Linked DNA regions of Zea mays: regions 1 and 3 are each linked to region 2. The links are chromatin contacts, called in public Hi-C maps. All regions are on one chromosome and are shown on one strand. The core of a region is the stretch at or near the end of the contact, and the rest is flanking DNA. Distances in the headings are between cores, read along the strand shown.

Region 1 (3,220 bases), core at 473-2,972, 310 kb after region 2:
ATTGATCTAAGAGGGGGGCTAGCCAGCTAAGACTATAATTTTTTTAAACCAAACAAAAAATATAATTGATGTTTAATATGACACAAGAAACAAGATATAATTTAAACATCTTTTTTCTGGTTTTTGATGAGAAAATTTTCCATCTTATTTCTATAAACATGGGACTACTGCTAAATAAATAATCAAATCAAAACTTTAAATCAAAACAATTAAGCAAATAAATAATCAAATCAAAGCAATTCACCTTCGGACTTCGGTCTTCGCCTCTTAAGAGATCTGCCCCTGCCGCAGTAACAGACTTCAAATCAAAGCACGATAAGGCGTCCATCTACCTCCGGCAGCAACAGACTTGACCAGGCGATTGGATTCGGGGCACCGAGCGATGGGATGTCGGCCGCTCCTCTAGCTCCAATAATGTGAAGGAGGCCAGGAGCCCAGGAGGGAGCGCACGGCTGGAACATCAAATCAAACTCGGGCAGAAGGGCTCACCGCTCACGCACGGCTGCTCGCCTGCTCGGGCTGTCGGACACTCGGCGGCTGTCCGGCTCGGTCTCGGCGGGCGGCGGCTCCAGGCGACTAGGCGAGGTGCGGCAGTGGGCCAGCGGGCAGTGGGCGTGCGGCGGCCGGCGGCGGTGCTCCGGGCGTCGGGTCGGGGCGTGGACGCGTGGAGCCGTCAGCCGTGGGCGCCTGGGCGGTGGCGCAGACGCGCACGCACGGTGCCGGCATGCAGCGTGCCGCGGTGGGCAGTGGCCGGTAGACGGTGGCCGTGTGCGCCCGTGCGTGCCTGCTGCTACGGCTCTGGCTCTCCTCGACGCGGCGGCGGCTGGACGGCTGGTTAGGGTAGCGAAGATGTGGGGCTGATGGCTGAGGAAGCTGCTGCGCTGGGCTGGCGGCTGAAAAGCTGGGTCTCTCGTTATTGGGCCGCGACCGGGGCTGCAGCCCAGGCAGCCCCGGTCGTAAATCCGCCCCTGCATCGACCTGTGCAGCTGCTGGCCGCAGTGTTTGTCAATATAGATTGGATTTAAGTATCGAGACATTCACCACAGAATGGAAGCGTAGGGACAAACATGGGTCCTACGAGTTTATAAAAGCGGGAGATTCGTATCGACCTGTGCAGCTGCTGGCCGCAGTACCGTAAAACCCCCGCGGACCCTACCGAACCCCTGCCCAAGATTCGCTGCCGCCCACCGAATTCGGGTCCAACAATCGACCCTGCCCTGCCAGCCGTCCGATCCGCGAGGCGCGCCATCACTTCATGCCACCCGCGAGGCGGGCGCAGAAGCGGAAGGCCTTCAACGGCCGCGGCCCGCGGGGACGAATCGGCCAGGCGAATAGGCACGCGCGAGGCGACAGGTGGTGGCGTACTGCGTGCCCGCCACCGCCAGTCCCGAGCTTCGGCCCGCCAGTGGCCCCAACCTCGGTGCGAGCTGAAAAACACGTGCCGGGCTTGCCGGCTGGCCGTGGCCTCGCCCTGGCGGTGAAATGCATCGAACGCGCAACGCGCGCCAGGGAGATCCCTACGACTGCACGAGTGGAGGGTCCACCAGGCAGTGAGAGGTTCATTCCTGTACAGCTCGTACCGCTACTAGTACCCACTCTCTCTGTGCCCCCTCTCCTTTCTCTCTCTAGATAGACTGTGGTTCCTCTCACCCAGAGTCGCAGCGACCCAACCACCTCCCCCCCCCGTCCCTCTCTCTCTCCCTTCTGCTGGTCTAGTTTTGGTTTCCCTCTCGCTTTCCTTCGCTCCTAGGCGCGGCTCCGGCGGGCGGAAGAGGAGGGAGAGGCAGGCGGCGGCCCCCGGCAGTTCCTCCGTCCGCGGAGCCCAGAGGGAGGAGGGGGAGGCCTGGTCTGGGGCTGTCCGCTGAATCTGCTTCTCCGAAGATCGGGTGGACCACGGGACTCGGCGGGCGCGCCCGATCTGCTCCGCCGTCGAGGTGAGCTTCTGGAGGGTATGTGGTTGGTCTGCGTTCGCCTTCCGCTCTCCTGCGTGCCGAAATGTGGGTCGTGTTGCGGGGAGCCTCGCGGGTAATTTCGCCTGTGGAGGAGAGAGGAGCTCACTCTGTTTTCCTTTTTTTCCCTCTCTGGGTCGCTGAACAGGTTTTGGTTCGTTCGGGAGGTGTTCTGGGTGGGCGAATCGCGTTTTTGTCCGCCTCAATTTCTATTTTGGGTTCGGCTTCCCAAAGTTCCGCAGTAGGAATGGTTTAGAGGCGAGATAACAGAGGAGGCAACGGGTTTAGAGATGGGGCGAAGGCTCTTGGATTTCCTATAGAATGCTGCTCCGCCGTGCTGCTGCCTAGACATTTTTCTGATGAATTACTCTTCTAATAATTGCGTGAAAGAGTGTCCCAATGTCAATATAGTTTCGATTTGGAGTATCGAGGCATTCTTAGTCGTTGCCTCATTGGAGAATCAAAATCTGCGGGCCACTTCTAAAAAAAGAGAGAATTGTGGGCCAAGGTGCACATGTCCGGAAAAACTGTGGGAGCTAGATTGAGTTCCTTAGTTTGCATTGGTGATAAAATGCTGAGTTTGCTGCTATTGCTTATGTGTCATTGTACTATACTATGATATGCATGTTGTTTGACATCATTTGTGGTCTCCTTCTCATAGTCGGGAGTTATAAAAATAGAAAATGTTGGCGCTGATTTGGTCACCAAACACTATAATGAACCGTCTGGCAGTACTTGACACCTTTAGATGATGTAGGGTTGAATAAAGTTGAAGATCTTTAGAGCACTGAGTCACCACCACTTATTTGGGACGAAACAACAATGAACCCTAGGACCTTCTCGTGATGAGCAATACCTTGAGTTCGGCCCCGCGAGGTGAACGGTGGCGGCGGTCCATGACTAGTCGCCGGGTCGCCTGGCGGTGCTCGCTGTGGCGACGCGGACGGTCCGTGGCTCTGGGTCGGGCGGTCCGCGACCTGGCGACAGAAGTGGCTTATTCAATGCGCACTGTCCGGACGGTCCGTGATGGCGCAGGGTCATCTTCTTCTCCTCGTAGAACCTAGATCCCGCCCCCTGGAGGAGAGACCTTAGGGTGCTCTGGGTCAGTAGGTCACCCGGGCGTCCCCAGACGACGTAAAGTCGTCTTGGAATTAAGAGATCAATTTGAGGAAGAGGTCTTGAGTGAAGTAGATGAAGTAGATGTTGCCCCTCAGGAGGGGTAAGATCCTAGGGTCATCTTGGGGTCGGCAGGCCACCCCAGGACGGATCTA
Region 2 (3,003 bases), core at 158-2,657:
GAATATATCCACAAATTGTTCAAACATTTGTCTTGTTGTATCCCATTCGGGTCCATTGCCAATATCAAAACCTTCAAAACTTTCATTGTCGCTCCCATTCCAATTTGCCAAAACAGCACAAACCCGCATTGTTTCATCAGTAAGGCCCAAAACCTTAGCCCGCAATTTCTTTACATGAGTTAGAGGGCGTGATACCGCAACCGTTGTAGTCCAGTTGTAAGGCAAAAGTGCTAGCTGACCACTTTCCTTGTTTCCTACCATCATTTTCCTTTTTTTCCCTCTCTTGCTCCTCTTATGTGTAGTCAGTTCACTGATTAAACCATAACTCTTGCCAATGCACTTCAAATTAATCATCAGCTCGGCTCTGCTGAAACATGTTTTACTTTCTGATGAATGTAAATCCAAATCTAACTTGCGTCTTGCACTATTAGACCTGTGGGCACCAATATGTTGAATATCATCCTCTGTCATTTTCTTCTTTTTTACTGTACTAGGCGTGGTCACCTTGAGCTTCATCACTTTATCTTTGGCCACTTTGAGACGTTGAACCCCCTTGGTCGACTTCTTCCCCCTCCTCCGAGGTGTGGGCTCCATGTTCTCCGGAGTAGAAGTAGGGGCAGGAGAAGCAGCACCTGCATCTCTGGCACTATCAACACCTTCCTTGTGCTGCTGCTCTTGCTGTGCAACCTTGCCAGAGGACTCGCCCACCAGTGCAGGCAAGGTGCTGGACTCCTGAGTGCCCACGGGATCACAGTCCACTTGGACCAAATTATCCAGTGCGGCGGACTGAGAATGTTCATGGGCATGCAACGGCACCGAGGCAAGGCCATCGCCGTCCACCTTTCCGGGGCCAGCAGCCGTGCTGGTGTACAGAGCAGTGCAGCAATAGCCAACTGCGGTGGTTGTCCCGGACGGTCGAGCTAGCTTGCGGACAATGTCGGGTGTCGCCGGCGATATCCCCAACTGAGGCTCTGATCCAGACAAGGAAAAGAAATCATTATGGATGCACCAGATTTAAGGAGGCTCCCCGCTACCACGGACACCGCACATTAACTGGCAAATACTCAAATTGTAAGATTTTTTTTAGATAGATTGCTTTGACTATGAATGCATATCTATAAGACTTTTGTAGATGCATTGCAGTACAATAATGCCAAAACGAGAAATCCAGGTGAGCCTACAAGTGCATAAGCATAGAAACCAACGCATGCGAAGGAAGAACGAGCAACGAGCCTATCGGCTATGCCCACCGCGGTGGCCCGGACTCACCAAGATCTGCCGCCGCCGCCATGGCAGCAGGGCCCGTGGTCGGAGCGAACTCCGCTGTTGAGTCCTGAAGAGGAAGGATTTGGAGTCCACGCCACGACCTCGCTCTGGATTGTGTGTTGCGGTTTGCGGCAGATATGGTTAGAGTAAAGAAGGGGTCTGTTTTGCTCCGTCCTTTCTCTTCTGCCATTATAAAGGATTACTTTTCTACAGGAAACCGTTTCGTGCGTCGTTAACGTCCTCCCCGTCCGCGCCTTCTCTCACGGTCTCACTGGATCCGCTCCTCGCGCCGCCCTCCCCCCGCGCCTGCCAGGCCCGGCGCTGCCGCCCCCCGCATCGCGTGAACCGGCCGCATGCCCGCATCCCAAGCGCCAAATGCACCGAACGTCCGAACCCGCGTGGAGAGCGCCCGCTCGCAGCTCTGGATAATGATGCTCCCCTGTCTCGCGCCGCCAATAACATACCAGTCTTTCGCGATCTGCTGTAACATCGGCGGACGTTGGACGAAAATTTACGAAAATCACATAAATGTCATGGCTTCCTGATTTAATCAATCATCGAAGATAGATTATATTGTTGCGACAAGCTAGATCTAACTTATGGAGTGGATCAGTGTCATGGTAAAAACAGGGCAAGAGACGGAGGCGTCAAGAAGACGTAGAGTCAGACGACGTTGCATCAGAAATGGATCGGTGGCAAAAACGGGGCTGCGAGCAAACTCGTTTATATGGTATCCAAAATATTAGGGTCAGACTGATCCGGAAGGATTCGATGAGGAGGATCATGACAGGGTTGTTTTAGGCCATGTTCTACACCTTTAGAGCTAATTGTTAACTGGTTCTAGCTGGGTTGGGCATCTAAACCTCTTGGCTAATGTTAGCCACTAGCTATTAGTTTTATAGGTTTGGAACCGGACTTTATACTAAACGAAACTTTAATTTTTTCTACACTTAACACTAAATAACCATTAGGCATAAAAGGGTGTATAAAATTAAGCAGGGTATGACCCACTTTACCTTTTTGGATCCGCCTCTACCTATACTTGCAGGCGCGGGACCTGCTCCACCGCCGCCATGGCGAGGTGTAGACGCCATGGGCCGGTCGCCTCCTGCATGACAGGCTCCTCGCGCTACGCCAGCTCCACCACCCATAGGCGTGGGACCCGCTCCGCCATCGTCATGGGCCAGTCATCTCTTGCATGACCTCTTCCTTCTCGTCGGCGCGCAGGGTGCGTCCGCGAGGCGATCCTGCTGGCGCAGGACTTGCTCTGCCGCCGCTATGGCGAGGTACTAGCGCCGTGGGCCGGTCGCCTCCTGCACGACCTCCTCCTCACGTTGTGCCAGCTCCACCACTCGCAGGAGCAGGACCCGCTCCGCCACCGCGCCGTGCTGACTTAAACCATCGATCTACAACCCCCGCCCCTGCGCTGACCACTGACGCGTCCTAACGTGTCGTCGATCCCTAGGTGACGTTCGATTGCTCTGTCGTGGACTGTGTACTATGGTGACTGAGCAACCTCTGTCGTGGGTAATCTGAATTCATCAAATTTTGATCTTATGTTGGTTTGAAGTTCCTCCTCTACATCTTCCGCAGAACTATTTTGATTTACTTTTTTCAATGAAAGGAAATAAAAGACAGCAACGAACCATGAACACAAAGAAATAGAGAGAGAGAATGTGTTTCTTTTCGGGCAATATTACCAACTCACCAAGTAGCCTTTGAAGGCCTTGTGGACAA
Region 3 (3,160 bases), core at 436-2,935, 420 kb before region 2:
AAATAATGCAGAAAAAGTGGAAAAAAACCTTAATGTTCCACAGTTGTAGAAATAAATCGCCTTCTACCAAACAGGCAACAGGCTATTCAGTTAGTTCAAAGCAAAGAAATACCATATCCACAAGCATAACAATTTTTGCACTACAGTTCCTTGCCATCCTCTTTGAAATTACATGTTAGTAAAGGCATACATCACGCTCATGAACATCACATCAATTCTCTCCCAGAGTGATCAGAGTCCAGGATAATGCTTCCAGATTAGCGGAGTTCATATGTACCAACAGATTTTGGAATTAACCAGCATTTATCTTTGAACCGTGGACATGCAAAGAAAATTTGCAGGTCGTATAGGATAAAGTTATAAACAAGATGACTAAAATTGTATCATCCATGAACAGGCTAAATGCATAAGCAGCAAATGAGTGCAAAACATGAAGAATTTGCTCTAAACCTACAATTGAGGCGTATGACTTCTTTGGTGCCTCCTCCTGCAACACTGAGGCAACTGTAGTTGCCACCACAGGTGCCACATTGTTTGGAACTTCATTTATCACTTCAGCAACAGGCTGTTCCTCATCCACTACTTCCTCTTGCGGCGGATTGTAAACCTCAGCCTCGTCCTCTTCAGGTTGAGGCAGTGATCGGTCCACAACATGATGTTCCTGCTGTGGCACGGCACCTAAAACAGTGAAAGAATAGTGTTGTTACCATCCGTCTCATGAAAAACACGACTGAACTGAAGGCTCTGCTTTCACACCATGATCATCAGGAGTGGCAGGCTCCACAGCAGGAGTAGCTGTGCCGTTGGCAAGTGGAGCAGCCACAGGCGGGACTACAGCAACCGCCTCTGGCTGCGCCTCAACGGCGGTAGAGGCAGGGATGTCCCCGACGAAGCGGAAGATGTCGTTGAGCACGAAGTAGCCCATCTCCTGCGGCGCGAGGAAGAAGGATTGCGAGAACTCGCGGCGCACTCCATCACGGCCGGTGAGGTGACCTGTGACGAGCACAGCGACGCCGCCGCCTAAAGACTCCTGCGAGTCCACCGTCCTGATCTCCGCTTTGGACACGTCCATCTCCATTATCTTCTCGCTGATCGCCTGCGTAGGCGCAGCAGGCCCCAAAACTTCTCAGCATCGCGATCGAAATAAAACTAAAGCGCAAGATCTGGGTGCGCGGGAGCGGTGGCTCACCTCCATGGTGGTGACCGAGTCCATGCCGGCGGCTCCGGCGGCGGATGCGGGGCGAGCGAGGCGGCTGGCCTCCTGGTAGAAGCGGTACACCAGATCCGGCGACTGGTGCAGCACGAGGTAGTACTGCTGCACGAACGCGTTGCCCACCTGCGCTCGCACAGAGACACTAGATCAGCTTCCGGAACACGGCAAGAATCCCGCTGAAATCTCGGCCAGAGAACGGCGATGCTGCTTACCATTTGCGCAGACGGCGGCGCCTCGGAGGCGGGGGCGACAGGCTGCGGCGCGGCCATGGAGACGCTGGATCGGGGGACGTGGGGAGACCTCTGGTTTTGAGGAGAAGCGGCGGCGGGTGCGGCGCGCGGCTCCCGTGCGGCGGCGTGTGGCGCGCTTGAGGTCTGGTGGCGAAGGAGATGGAGGCGGAGGCGAGTGCGCAGGTAGGGCAGCTGGGGCTTATGCGTACGGCGGATCTGGAGCCGTGATCTGATGGTCTCTCGTCTGGGAACCTGAGGTCTTTTCTGTTTATTCCGTGGATGGGAGGAAATTTAGTCAGATTTAAATAGTTGACATGCTTCAATTTTATCTAATCTACATAGATTAACACGATTCAATCTTATCTAATCTACATGGATTAACACGATTCAATCTTATCTAATCCATATAGATTAACATCAAAACTAACAAGTCCAGGTGTGAAAGAAACTTAAATACCACGCTAGCAGTAGCTGGACGCCTAATTCACCCAAAAAAAGGTCACCAACGATGTACACGGCGAGCGTTAACAACGAAGATTTACATGATAAGAGCATCTCCAACAATGCCTCAAACTAGTGCTTTAAATTGAAATATGGGACTCTACACAGGAAAAACTACTCCAACAATGTCCTATTTCATAATTTTTTGTCAAAAAACTATAGGGCACCCTCTCAAGTGACTCAAATATACTACACCGTAGTGGGCTGCCCTATAATCTAGATTTAGAGCTTTACTGTTGGAGCGAGGTGTTTTGTTGGTGCCCTAAATTCTATAAAATATACTTATTTTCAAATTATAGGACATTTTTATAGGTCACGCTGTTGAAGATGCTCTAATAAAATGTTGTTGAGCAATATGCGTTGTTGGCATGTTTAGATCGACCTAGTAGCCAAAAACAATATTAGTGGATTTAAACAAATCTGTAAATAGACTAATTATTAGCTAAACCAGAGGTAGCTAACTTATTAGCAACATATGAGGAGATCTATGAAGCTAATAATTTGTGGCTAAATAATTAGCTCCTTTAGAGTAAATGAGTTCAACTAATTGCTAGCCAATACCTAACTAATAACTATCTTACTAGTTTGGTCATACTAATATTAGCTATGATCTATTAGCAAGCGCACAATTAGTCGTTAAAGATCCAAACAAAGATTTAGTAGATAGATCCAAATAGTCCCTACTAATAATCTCTATTATTCCTTAAGAGGCTATTGTAGACGTCCGCACCACTACGTGGTGCACGGTTCTGCCGCGAGTCTGCGCCCTTCCGCCTCGCTCCGATGGAAGGTCGTGCGTTGCGCCGCCTCCCCCGCCCCTTCCATACTCCTCCCGCACCCCTTCCATCCCCACCGTGCTCCAGGCCCCGGCCTCCACCATCCCCGCCCCATGAGTTGTCCCCGGCCTCAGAAATCTCGCCGCCGCGCCCCCGGAATTCTCGCCGCCCCGCCCCAAAACCTCCCCTACCTCCCACCCAGAGAAGATCTCATCCACTACCGCCTGGTCGCCGTCCTCCCTTCCACCGCGCCCCCTCCTGTTCCACCCGCTTCGCTTGCTCACCGCAGGTGAGCAGCTCGTCGCTCGGTCGCTTCCATTTGGGCGGCCTTGTCCCGTGCTTAGATCCGGGCGCGGGTGTAGGATCTAGGACACCGGCTAGAGGGGGGGTGAATAGGCGGTTTTGACTAAAATCAAAAACACTAGGTAAATTTAATCAAT

The links. A called contact is a pair of places that touch in the nucleus more often than the background predicts.
Region 1: a contact with region 2 is called in a Hi-C map of leaf, with 2.3 times the contacts expected there. The contact joins the promoter of LOC109939959 here to the promoter of LOC100382817 in region 2. A contact is called at or near these places in 2 of 25 Hi-C or Micro-C datasets (leaf and tassel).
Region 3: a contact with region 2 is called in a Hi-C map of leaf, with 6 times the contacts expected there. The contact joins the promoter of LOC100216804 here to the promoter of LOC100382817 in region 2. A contact is called at or near these places in 3 of 25 Hi-C or Micro-C datasets (ear, leaf and tassel) and 1 of 3 datasets of contacts at active chromatin or transcription factors (leaf).

Annotation. Positions count from the first base shown.
Region 1 is chr5:165,164,928-165,168,147 of Zm-B73-REFERENCE-NAM-5.0, reverse strand. It overlaps LOC109939959 (protein ROS1A), which reads left to right and starts at 1,722. Exons shown (of 18, transcript XM_020538530.3): 1 at 1,722-1,934.
Region 2 is chr5:165,471,138-165,474,140 of Zm-B73-REFERENCE-NAM-5.0, reverse strand. LOC100382817 reads right to left here and starts at 1,407. Exons shown (of 17, transcript NM_001361683.1): 1 at 1,270-1,407; 2 at 1-971. The coding sequence starts at 1,291.
Region 3 is chr5:165,895,193-165,898,352 of Zm-B73-REFERENCE-NAM-5.0, reverse strand. It overlaps LOC100216804 (RNA-binding protein-like protein), which reads right to left and starts at 1,685. Exons shown (of 9, transcript NM_001143203.2): 1 at 1,426-1,685; 2 at 1,190-1,336; 3 at 757-1,096; 4 at 455-678. The coding sequence starts at 1,482.